Linked DNA regions of Zea mays: all the other regions are linked to region 1. The links are chromatin contacts, called in public Hi-C maps. All regions are on one chromosome and are shown on one strand. The core of a region is the stretch at or near the end of the contact, and the rest is flanking DNA. Distances in the headings are between cores, read along the strand shown.

Region 1 (3,083 bases), core at 402-2,901:
TATAATGGTCAGATGCCTTCGACTACCAGTGTGGATGGCCACAATTGGATGTATCTAGTTGCATTTGGGTCCTTTGAAGTCGAAACCAAAGAAAGTTGGATTTGGTTTATGGAACAACTAAACAAAGCTATTGGAGAGCCTGATCCTCTAGCTGTGTGCTCTGATGCTTGCAAAGGATTGACTCTAGCTGTGCAAGCAGTGTTCCCTAATGCTGAGAAGAGAGAATGTTTCACGCATCTGGTGCAAAACATCACTAATACTAAGCATTTTGGTGGATCCGAGCACATGTACCTCACAACAAGAGCTTACAGGACCGAAGTCTTCGAGCACCATCACTCCAATGCAGTAGCAATACCTGGAGTGGACAAGTGGTTAAAAGGCTGACATGGTTTGTTGTGGTAGAGGAGTCATTTCAACATTGCCATCAAATGCGACAACATCACTAATAATATTGTAGAAGTATTCAACAACTGGATCAAAGATTACAAGGACCTGCCTGTATGTCAACTTGCTGACAAGATAAGGAATATAATCATGGACCTATTTTTTAGGCGAAGGAGGATCAGTGTGAGGATGTATGGCAAGATTCTTCCAAGTATAGTAAATGTGCTGAAAGCAAGGGCTCGAGGACTAGGTCATTTGTCTCTAGTAATTTTTTTTGAAGCTACTTGTAGTTCCTTCAACTCGTATACGTTCATCGCATTTCTCGATTCAAGCTTCTCCTTGCAGACACACATGAGATGCTTCGCAGTGCTCTACATCATCTCAATGGCCTTGTTGGCGACTTAGTTTGGCTCCATCATCTGCAAAAATGTTCAATCATATGCGAAGCATAACTCCTAACTGAATGTACATAAACAACTAACTGAAAAATATTAAATCTATAAGAATCTACAAACTAAAAAGTAAATGCTAATTGAATCTACAAACTAGAAAACAAATGCTAACTAAATGTACAAACATAATGCTAATCTACAGACTTAAAACTAACTAGACAAAATCAATTACATTATTTATTGACTAAACACAGTTTGTAGATTCTTATAGATTCACTAAACACAAAACCATTTACATTGTTAATCTATACACTATAAGCTAACCCTAAACACACATAACAAACACACATGAATGATCCTGATGCATAGGCTAATGATAACCCTAAATAAACCAGGCCACATGATCTAGGACCGCCCCTTGGGTCGGGCTGATGCGTACCAGGTGCCGAGCCTGCTATCGATGCAAAGGGAACTGTGGATGCGACACTAGCGAATTGCGATGTTGGCGAAATTATAATGACAATAATTCCTCCTTCGTTCCCCATTTACAGTGTAAAACAATGCAAAAGGTGTTTTTGATGACCATATGGGTGAACTACTGTATATTACACCTATGGCCTTGTTTGGGTACACTCGTATTCACCTTAGTCCACATGTATTGAAATGGATTGGAGTGTAAATTAGTTTAAGTTACACTCCAATCCACCTCAATACATGTGGACTGAGGTGAATACGAAAGTACCCAAACAATGCCTATATGGTCACTAAGAATACTGTTTTGTATCGTTTTGTGTTGTAGATTGTACTGTTTATAGAGTAATTTGGATATGAGTATGAATATGGATAAATGAAGATGGTCTTATGCCAAAAGAACAACTTCAACGAGTCCCATTTTGGCAAGGCTTCGGAGTACCAAACTGGCGAATTGCGACGTTGGCGGAATTGTAATGGCAATAATTCCTTCCTCCTTCGTTCCCCATTTCTCCTCTTTCTAGGTTTCTACCCCTCATCGGTCCTCGCTCCACGGCCATGGTGAGGATGAAGCAGGTAAAGATCTCGGTAAAGAAGGACGTGGATTCGTACACAATCCGCGGCACTAACAAGGTCGTCCATGGTAATTCCCCGCATCCCCGATCCGGTTGTATCTTTTCCTGTGAGAGGTATCTGATGCTGTTGCAATGCCTGTGCTGGGAAGTGGGCGACTGCGTGCTGATGCGGGCGTCGGACTCGGACAAGCAGCCGTATGTGGCGCGGGTGGAGAAGATGGAGGCCGACGGACGCGGCAGCGTGCGGGTGCAGGTGCGCTGGTACTACCGCCCTGAGGAATCCAAGGGCGGTCGCCGGCAGTTCCACGGCGCCAAGGAGCTTTTCCTTTCCGATCATTTCGACCTACAGAGCGCCCACACCATCGAGGGGAAATGTGTTGTCCACTCTTTCAAGAACTACACCAAGCTTGATAATGTCGGGCCTGAGGACTTCTTCTCCCGATTTGAGTACAAGGCGGCCACCGGTTCGTTCACCCCTGACCGCGTGGCAGTGTACGGAGCTCCTCAATCCTTTCATTGTTGACTTTTTCTTCTCTGTGCATGCGTTTTGAGCCTGCTTGTGATAATTTGGGTGTGTGTATTTTTCTCTAAAGGTATTGCAAATGTGAGATGCCATACAACCCGGATGACCTCATGGTGCAGTGCGAAGCTTGCAAGGACTGGTACATTTGTCTCAATGATTTTCAATTTACATTTCACTGATATTTGCCTTTGTTCAGTCTATTTTATGCTTCTACAAAGCAAATGCTTTAAATCTCTGGATATTTAGTTTAGTTTCATCATCACTGAGCCACCATAGCTGGTAATCGCCACTATCATCCCCGCTACAACAGTGTGCTCAAGTTCACATATTTAAGTGCACTCTGCCTCTCTCTCACTTCCCACTACTCACTCTGCTGCAAAACGGCCTCTGATGCACCTCAGCTGGGGACGGCGTTGCGCCCTCCGTTGCACATGCTCATGGTCACGGTTGCACTCAGGGAAAGTGTCGTGGGGTCAGATGGCCATGACGCAGCAGGGACCATAGGGGCCCAGGGACACAGGTGGTGAGCCAGCAAGCGCCAGAGGAAGGACAGGAGGCACACTGCCAGTGGTCGGAGCACCTCATTGAGCAAAGCTTGGCGCTTTTGCGTGCAGAGGGGGGGAGCTGGCAACGAGTGGAGCTATTGTTGCTGCTGTTGTGCGCCGAGGTGGAGAGCTGGAATTAGACGATGCTGGATAAGGAGGTTCTCTTGTAGCTGTGGCAGGCAGTAGAGAAGGC
Region 2 (3,083 bases), core at 401-2,900, 190 kb before region 1:
ATCAACCCCCCCCCCCCTAACTACGAGAAGTGAATTACCAGATTTTAATATTAATATTCTTTTTATGGAATTATTAATATTGTTGTCTGTCAGAATACAAAAAAAATAGATGCAAGAAAAATGCAAGCATGAAGTGTACCTGTTGGAAGCCATGATTTCCTGACAGCATCACGGTAGTTTTTCCTCCCAAAGCTACTCATTATTCCAATAACAATCAGTGGCTTTTTCCCAGAATGAGTTCCATTTGTCTCAGGAGTATATTTGCCAACAAAACCTTTATGCTTTGCTGCAGCCAGCTCCATCTCAAGTGATGCCAACCGCTTCCCTTGCTGCCTAAAAAGTGGAGGATGTTTACACAGAAGCAATTAGTACAGCTCCAAACTCTGATATATAACAAATTCTGCATGTTTGGAGCACTAGCTCCAATTGGACAGCAAATACGTCTTTCAAGCACGTTAAGAAAATTGTTAGATTGTGCATTGGAAGGCAATTTTGGCATAACCTGAAAGGTTACAGATTTAGAATTACCTGCATGCAACAACCTTCAAGGTATCATCCACAGATATTGCTGATTGCCCCTGAATCACATGCACAAACAGTTAATAGAGCTCTTTAAGCCCGCAGCACTGTTGGATAGTTCCGCTAGAGAACAAAAGAGCCAGATCTCTGGTGCCTACCTGGCCTGTTCGTCTGTCGAGCTCCTTAATGAGATGAAGTCGGTTCTGAGCATCCTGCCACAATCTGAAATTCCAGAAGTCAACAAAATTTCCTCTACAAACAGCAACAAACCATTTCTACAGAGGAACAGTTCCCGTTACTATGACAACCCAGATCAAGCTAAGAGGTAATAAGGTGCCTGAGAACTAAGATTGGTTTTCACCAATACTAGCAGAAAATGTAATACTACAATAATGAACTGTGAACTGCAAAACCCGAGAGGCGAGAGCTGCAGAAACAAACACTAACGTCGCAACAAAATGTGAGCCTCGCACTGGATTTCGTTTGAGAGATTAAAACTTCACTCGCTGTTCTAAAATATACCACCGGCTGGATCAAAACTTCCCTAGCAATATCACCATGAGCATCTCCCGCCAGAGAAATACATGGATCTAGAATCCCCCACGGGCGATCGGTAACACTAACACATGCAAACCAAACAATCCAAGAGAAGAACCCAAGCAGGCGAGCATTCTCACGAAGAAACTAATGCCGGAAACCGGCGGGCGGGCATACTCACCGACCGGCGACGTAGAAGGAGGCCATAGTAGCGAACATAGCGAGCATCATGGCGGACATGGGCGACCGCAGCGCCCCAGCGGCGGACGGCGCCTGCCGCCGCGCCGGGCCCTCCCGAATCTGCATCGAGATCTCGAGCTCGGAGACCTTCACCTGCTCCCGCCCCGCACTCAGCACGGGCCCGCCATGGCCGCCCACGACGAGATATCCGAAGCCGCTATCAGAAAACTCAGCGCCTAGGGGTTGTCTGGTTCCGGGAACTTCTACAACTACAAGCCGCCACGGGGGAGTGGTGGCGCAGCGCAGACGAGGGTTGTGAGTACAGTTTTGGTGGTTTCGCTTGCAACGATTTAGAATTTGGAGAACCCTATGAGCCTATGAGGCGTCGAGGAAGAAGACGACGGTTGATTGCTGTGTGCTATTTGTCTGCAAGGCAAAGAGAGGAACAAATATTTGCTACAAGTAATAAAGCAACAAATAAAGAGTTAACATATGGGTCTAAAATGATTAGAGGTTTAGAAATAGAAAGTAATAATAAATCAATAATTCTCTCATTTCTTTATATACTACTAAAATTTGTCTTAGCAATACCGCATAGGATATTATATTGACACGTGTCCAGATATTATTTATGCATACCATAAAATAGCTAAGACGGTGTTTATTTGAAATTATAATCGGATTATATAATTTGGAGAGATTATAATACAAGAATTAATTAAAATTTGTTAGATTATATAATCTAGACATATTATAATCCCAAACAAAACACCTCCTAAATATACCTTCATAGATAATCTATCTATATTCTATATCTATACCCTATATAAAACTAACACCACTTCGAATTTAGTAGGGGTTGAAAGGGAATAAAAATGAATTGATAAAACAATCCTAGAAAAAAATTCTGCCACTGAAACTTTATGATATTCTAAAAAGATTAGATAACAAAGATTTCTCGTTTTATCTCCTTTCTATGAAAGGGATAAAGCCATGAGAATTTATAAGCACTAGAAAGTTTGACTTTAGTTCGATTTAGAATAGCACCTTAGTTTCTTTTTCAAAAATAATTTGAAGGATCTTTTTTGTTTCGTAGTAGTAGAATTGCTAGAAAATAAAGGATTTCGTTGTAGAATCCTAAAATAAAGATAAAGTACTTTATTTTTTAAGTACTTGCCAATCTAGTTATCCACCTATCTACATATCCTTTCTTTTATCGTAAGTGCACTTAGGTGGGCCAAGAAGGCCTGGCTATAATCTATATCAGAACAAATTCCCTCTTTTTTTATTCAAGATATTTAATACAATGAAAAATTAAAGCACGATTCCCCATAGAAATATGTACATAAGGGGGATTTGTAGATAAACTTTGTAACACTCACTCAAACAAATGCACCTAGAACCATCACACCTTTAAAACTAAGGGACGAAATCTCTTCTTTTTTTACTCACTCAAATCCAACGATATAACTTATTTGGATCATCCCTCCCTCATCAATCACGCTTCCACTTGTGACCCACTCACAGAGTCGAGGGTGTTGAGCCCATAGCTGGCGGCGACGTATAGGTTGGAGGTGGCGCGGGCAGCATGCACGACGTCGCCTATCAGGTAGAGTACGCTGGAGTGCGGTGTGGTGGACTTGAGGCTCATCCCCTGAGATGCCCGCTGTTGTCGAGGGTGAGGACGTTGGGGAAGTCACTTTGGACAATGGTGGCGGTGACCATGGTGACTCATGGCACGACGTTGATGACAATGTCATCGTAGGGGTCGAATTTGCCGGTAAAGCAGACGAGGAGACTCCGTAGATGGGCGGTGTGGAGGGAGCCGAACGTGATGGGCTCGTGGA
Region 3 (3,083 bases), core at 364-2,863, 150 kb after region 1:
TCATGGCCATGGTGTTGTTGATGTTCATGGCCATGATATGAATGAGAACGTGAACAGGAGTGAGAACATGTACCACCATGAGCATGGTGGTGCTCTTCATGAAAGAACACCAATCCGATTAGGTTTACGACAAGTCCACCTATTGAAACTGCCAAAAGGCTACTAGTTGATATTTCCCTAGGCTCAAGAATCCTCTCAAATGACTCCAACACAATCAGTGCACCAACAAGAACCAAGAACACTGCATTGACATACCCTGACAGGACCTCAAACCTGCCCCTTCCAAAGTTGTACATCCCATTTGCAGGCAATCTTGCGATGTAGGATGCATAGAGACCAATTGCCAGTGCAGCACAGTCAAACAACATATGGCAAGCATCAGAGATCAGCCCAAGACTATCACTCATGAACCCACTGCCAAATTCCACAAACATATAGGCTGTATTAATCAATAGAAACACAGCAATCTTCCTCGACTTTCGCTCACTCAAGATATGCCTAACTGGCCCCATAACTGCCTCAAAAACTGATTCTGAGACATCTTCAGTTCCAAGTTCCACATATCCTGCAGGGGCCAGCTCCCTGCTGGCGATCCACAAGAGGAACCCACAGATCAAGAAGCCCGGTAGAGACAGCTTTGGGTAGTACAGCAGCTCCAGAACAAGAGTGCATAAGAACGTCATTGCAAAATCCACACTTGGCCTACCACCGCTGCTGCCATGCTCCTGTCGTCGCCCCAAAGCCATGCCAAAGAAGGCAGAGTTAAGCAGCAGCCACCAGAGCGGGCTGATCGGGACTGCTCCATCAGGAGGACCATCGCCCGCATTGCTGCCACCGAAAAAGAAGAGACCCACAAGCGCCGGCATGCAGAGGAAGGCAGCGAGCGCAAATACCGCCGCGCGGGCGCGCCGACTGCGAGTGGCATGCCGCGCCGTGGCCGATTGTTCGACCGAGGAAAGGAAGCCAGAGGTGAAGGGGATAGCGAGGATCACAGAAGGGGAGATGCCCACAAGGGAAAAGGCGGCGACGGCTATGGAGAGGACACGGCGGCGGGAGGGGCGGCGTAGGGCGCGGGCGAGCAGGGAGCCGGCGGAGTCAGCTAGGACGAGGAGGCCCGGGGAGGGGAGGATGCGGAGGGCCACAAGCCGGAGGAGCATAGAGAGCGCAAGGAGGAGGGCCAGGCCGAGGAGAGCGGGGAACCCCGGGAACGGGTGGTGAGGCTGGTGGGTCTTCCGGGACGCGGCGGCGAAGTGGAGGAGGAGGAGGGCGGCGGCCGAGAGCAGCGCGAGGGGCGGGGAAAGCGCGAGCGCGTGGGCCAGAGAGGGGAGAGCGCGCACGGCGGGCGCGAGGAGGAAGAGCGCGTGCAGCACGAGTAGACGGAGGAGCGCGGCGGCGTAGGGGGAGGACGGCGAGGCGGAGGAGGAGGGGAGGCCGCGGGCTTTCGACGGGGTAGGGAGCGGCGTGGAGGGGAAGCGGAAAGAGTGGTGCGCGGATAGCCGCGGCGGCACGGCCAGCCGAAGGTGCGGCGTGTGGCGGCTAGACATGGGCGGCGGCGGATGGGGGAACGGAGGGCCGGGTGCCGGTAGAACGGGGAGAGGCGTGGAGCCGTGGACTGCGGCAGTAGGATGGGCTTGGGAAATTCCCCGTTACGTTTTTAGCTCCCCTACGACAAAAAAATTTTACAGCGGAAATCCCATGGACGTACGTGGGCGACATTTTTTTCCATCGACGTTCCCCTGCGGAGATAAATCTAGGATAAATCTAGTCGGAGATCTCTATCCTCGTTTAAACTTTAATTAAAACGTACTTACTTTGTTATTAATGTAAATCATTGGCACTTATAGACATTATCTGATTTAAAAAAATCATTATATATACATCAAAATAAACATATTTGTACAAATAAGTGATATCTTGATAAGGTAATTATTTATTTTATCATTAACTATTACATGAAAACATTGTCACGTGTAAGTTTAACGGGTCCCACGAGGAATAGAGATGGGGAATGCTTCCCGTTCTCGTTTACGCGTCGGAGGAGAATTTTTTCCCGTTTAGATCCCCATGTGAAAAGAAACTTCTTCATCTCTATCCGCTAACGAAAAAATTCCCCGCGGTGAATCGGGGATTGATGCCCAATTGTCATCTCTAACGGGTAGTCTCGTCTCGTGGTTCGTCGATCAGCTTGGTTGGCTAGACGATGTGTTAGGCTCGAAATTTAGAGTTCTACCAAGGATTAGCCCAACAGTCTATCCATAGTTTATCCAAAAACATTATTTTACATTATTCTGCACTATAAACTATATTATGGGTGAAGTTTGAATATGAAGATGGGGATGGATAAGCTGCTAGAGATAGTCTTAGTCTCGGAATATGGGCCTTACTTTTTAGGCCAGCATGAGACAGTTTAAAAACAGGAGCCCAAAGCACGGGCCAACATAAAAAATATGAGTCGGGCTAGCATGGTTCGAAGGGTCTGGACTCTGGACCAGGCCTATGGAGCCCATATCCGTCAAGCTCCCGCCATGACCCGCACGTATGGGTTGGGCTTGGGCTGGCACGACCCAATGGAGCCCATATTATTTAATTTCTTTAATTTAGTAAATTATGAACTTTATGTGGTTGTAATATTTAGACTTTATGTGGTCAGATGATGCTTGCATTGCTTAATATCTTTAATTTAGCAAGCTATGGACTTTATGTGGTTGCAATATTTGGACTTTATATGGTTCAAATATATGGGTTGTGCTTGGGTCGGTATGGCCCAACGAAGGCACGTCGTGCTTTAGGGCTAGGTTGGCCTACTATTTCTACTCTTTTGGACTGGCATGGCATGGCCAAAATGTTTTTTGGGGCCTTCTTAGCCCGAGCCCGTTTGGCTCGAAGCACAATTGGCCTGAGCCGGGCTAGCTCAGCCCGACCCAATTCCCAGCACTACCAAGGATATATTGAGATGGTTAAAGGTCTCTTTGGTTGGGATGTAGATGTGAAAAAAGTTGTTGTAACCTCCAATCTTCATTGTGTGTTGCATATACCGTCAAAACATCCCTTTCTAGGAGATCCACCAAGGGTGCTTTCAAGAC
Region 4 (3,083 bases), core at 250-2,749, 130 kb before region 1:
GAAACTGATTGCACCGTAAGTAGTAAAATTTAACATTTATCTTGCTGACTGAAATCAACAAAACCCGATCAAGCAAGTTGAGAACTGACACAAAAAAAGTAAAGAAAGAAGGAAACAAAAGGTAATGAAACAAGCTATTCATTAAGATGTTCTAAAAGCCCTGTTGGCTTCTGCTACTGCACAGTTCTTAGGAAGAGGCTCCTCTGCTCCTCCCTCCTGTCATGGAGACGACGACAGGGCTGCTGCCGATCCGATCAGACGTGTATTTGATGCTCTTCTCCTAATGGATAGCAGAGGCTTGGCACTGCGGTGTCAATAATGTCGACTTGTATTGGACGCTCTTCTCCTCATGGATAGTAGAGGCTTGGCATTGCGGTGTCAATGTCGAAGGTATGGTCGAATCCAAAGCACTCGAGAGGCATGAATTCGTCGTCGAGCACCGGCAGGGGCGCAACCGACGAGACGGCGGCGAACGCAGATGACACCACCTCCTGGAGGTCGCCGTCCGAGGTCCATTCCCTGTACCCGGGTACCGGGCACGGCGAGACGTCCTGGTGCATGCAGCCGTTGGAGTCGGAGGCGACAGACGACGCGAGCGACCACGGGGATGAGGCGCCCCGCACGGGGCAGCTCTCGGGCGTCATGGGCGGGAGCGCGGCGGCGTCCGTGGCGGTGGCCACCGTGAGGCGCGCGGCGAGGCCCTGCAGCGCGGCCTGCGCGTGCGGGTTGTGCTGCTGTGCCGCCCTCTTGGAGCCGCCGCCGGCGGCGGCGGCGGCGGGCCTGCAGGTGTGCTCGCCGTGGTAGACGACGTCGAAGAGCGCCGGGTGGTCGTCGGTGCGCTGCACCTGCTTGGTGGCCGGGCAGTTCTGCGAGTTGCGGTGCGTGCAGCGGTAGTAGGCCCGCGGGTGCTTGGCGCCGAGGATGTCCTTCTGGCCGTACTTGCGCCAGCTGTAGCCGTCGTCGACGGGGCCCTCGGCGCCGCTGCCGCCCGCGGCGCTGACGCGCGCCTGCTGGCTGGTCCAGCGCGCCGTGGCCTTGCGCTTCTTGGGGCTGGCGCTGGCGCTGGCGGCGGCGCGGAAGGGGTGGTCGGAGGCGGCGTCGCTGCTGATCGGGCTCCCGGTCCCGGTGGCGGGCAGCGGCGAGGCGAGGTCCGGGGACGAGCGGAGCATGCCGATGGAGCTGTCGGTGAGCGCGACGATCTGGTGGACGAGGCGGCGGCAGAGGTCGACGGAGGCTGCGTCCCCGGGCGCGCGCAGCTGCAGCTCGAGCTGGCGCACCAGGTCCTGCACGCGGCCCAGGTCCGAGACCAGGCGCGCCCGCCCGCCGCGGCTCTCCACTGCATCAGCCATTGGCGACTGCTGCGGCGATCGATCGAGGCTCGGTGGGAGCCGGAGCAAGGGAGGCCGGTCGTTGCAGCTCGAGGGGCGGTCCGCGTGAGTTGGCGAGCGATCGGCGATCAGGAGTGGCTTCGCTTGACGTGGAGGAGGAGTGGACGAGTGGTGGTGGAGTGGAGGGAAGCGGGATGGCGAGCGGAGGTTTTTATAGCAAGCGTCCGGGCCGGAGTGGGAAGCGCGTCTGCGTCTAGGAATTTCAAGTGAAGTGAGGCGAGGCGACCAGAGGAAGCCGATCATTTGTTTGACCGCCCCAGATCGGGGAGACCGCGCTGCGATTGGCTGCCGCGCTTGCCGGGTCGGGTCCTGGCTTGTCATCTGCTCGCCCGCCCTACTTAAAGCAAGTGAAGTGTGGTTTTCAAGCGAAGTGAGCTTTTCAAGTGAAGTGAGTTTGATCCGACATACTGTTAAACACTTGTCCTCGATCCCTCTTAAGTAATTTGGATAAAACCTCAAGACCTGTAGCTGAACGCTACATTAGTGATATTAAAAACTGTAAAAAAAATGAAGGAAAACTATATTTTAAATGCCAGGTGGCTGGAGATGTTTTTTTTTAGAAATAATTAAGGTATGTTTGGATCCTCCTAGCTAATTATTTGCCAGTGGCTAACAATTAGCAGGCAAATAATTAGCTACCAACAATTATCCAGGATATATTTAGTGTCTCGGCTCACTTATGTCCCTTTTTCTCTTTATACGATACATTAGCACCTATTAGCAAGATCAAATGGCTAATGAGCAAACAGTTTGTCAGTCCTCCAGCTAACAATTAGACAATTTATTAGTTAGCGTGTTCGGAGGGTAATATGCTAAAATTAGACGACAAATTGTTTGCTGCATGGATCTAAACATGCTCTAAGACATCTTCGAAGCCAATCAGACATGTTTGTACAGTTGTTATACATGTAAGCTAAAGGGGGAGACAAACTGTGATCAGCTTAATATATAAACGATTTACGATATTTAAATCTTCTAGATATGTAATCTTCTAGATACTAGATAGAATCATTTCTTATTGTTGGCGAAAACGACTTGTCCTGTAAAAAAAACCATCCGATTCCCATGGATGTCTTGTTGATCTCTATATAATCATGGGTCCGGTCCAATATTTCACTTTAGCGGTTTGGGTGGCACTAGTTGGTTATGTTGTTGTTTGACCGTTGAACGAACCGCCGCGTCCCGGGTCGGGGTGGGGGATCCGCTACCGTTAGCAAGCATTGGGGGGAATCTTGGACCGGTTCCACGGTCTTTCTCTGCCTCTCAAGTCTCAACCAACCAACCAGAGAGAAGGGAGCTGCAATGCAATCCAATTGAGGGTTCAATTCAAAGTCAAAATCCTGACCGGTTCAAACCTCTCAACTTGCCATGAGTTGCACTTTTCCCTCTCTCTAATTGCATCTCCGCCGTGTCAGAAACCACCGGCATACAGGAGCATGAGCTGCTGCTGCTCCGAGTTTGGGTTGGTGAGCGAGAGTGAGGGCAGCATGCCCCGATCTGTTCTGTTGTTCTGCTGGAGATTTAAAAGATTCGGTCACTTTTGGGTCGTCTTATAACTTGACCTCGTTTCGTTTTCTCCGTTCGTGCACAGCCTGTATATCTTTTGTCTGGTCTCGCTCCCGTTCCTGGTATGTCATCTGCTACGATACGAGCACGCTCAGTTCGGCATGTGTTGTGTCTAACAATCTAGTGTTT

The links. Hi-C and Micro-C count contacts between places; a contact is called where the count stands out from the background.
Region 2: a Hi-C map of leaf shows a contact between it and region 1, with 4 times the contacts expected there. The contact joins the promoter of LOC100283067 here to the promoter of LOC100193016 in region 1. A contact is called at or near these places in 3 of 25 Hi-C or Micro-C datasets (bundle sheath, leaf and tassel).
Region 3: a contact with region 1 is called in a Hi-C map of leaf, with 4 times the contacts expected there. The contact joins the promoter of LOC103643305 here to the promoter of LOC100193016 in region 1. A contact is called at or near these places in 4 of 25 Hi-C or Micro-C datasets (endosperm, leaf and tassel).
Region 4: a Hi-C map of leaf shows a contact between it and region 1, with 4 times the contacts expected there. The contact joins the promoter of LOC100284462 here to the promoter of LOC100193016 in region 1. A contact is called at or near these places in 6 of 25 Hi-C or Micro-C datasets (bundle sheath, ear, endosperm and 2 more).

Annotation. Positions count from the first base shown.
Region 1 is chr1:221,333,640-221,336,722 of Zm-B73-REFERENCE-NAM-5.0, reverse strand. LOC100193016 reads left to right here and starts at 1,651. Exons shown (of 5, transcript NM_001138184.2): 1 at 1,651-1,890; 2 at 1,972-2,314; 3 at 2,416-2,484. The coding sequence starts at 1,806.
Region 2 is chr1:221,524,864-221,527,946 of Zm-B73-REFERENCE-NAM-5.0, reverse strand. LOC100283067 (beta-1,3-galactosyltransferase sqv-2) reads right to left here and starts at 1,650. Exons shown (of 12, transcript NM_001155969.1): 1 at 1,238-1,650; 2 at 678-741; 3 at 529-578; 4 at 140-333. The coding sequence starts at 1,362.
Region 3 is chr1:221,185,657-221,188,739 of Zm-B73-REFERENCE-NAM-5.0, reverse strand. It overlaps LOC103643305 (Cation efflux family protein), which reads right to left and starts at 1,613. Exons shown (of 1, transcript XM_008666456.4): 1 at 1-1,613. The coding sequence starts at 1,544.
Region 4 is chr1:221,466,371-221,469,453 of Zm-B73-REFERENCE-NAM-5.0, reverse strand. LOC100284462 reads right to left here and starts at 1,499. Exons shown (of 1, transcript NM_001157357.2): 1 at 14-1,499. The coding sequence starts at 1,349. The coding sequence ends at 348.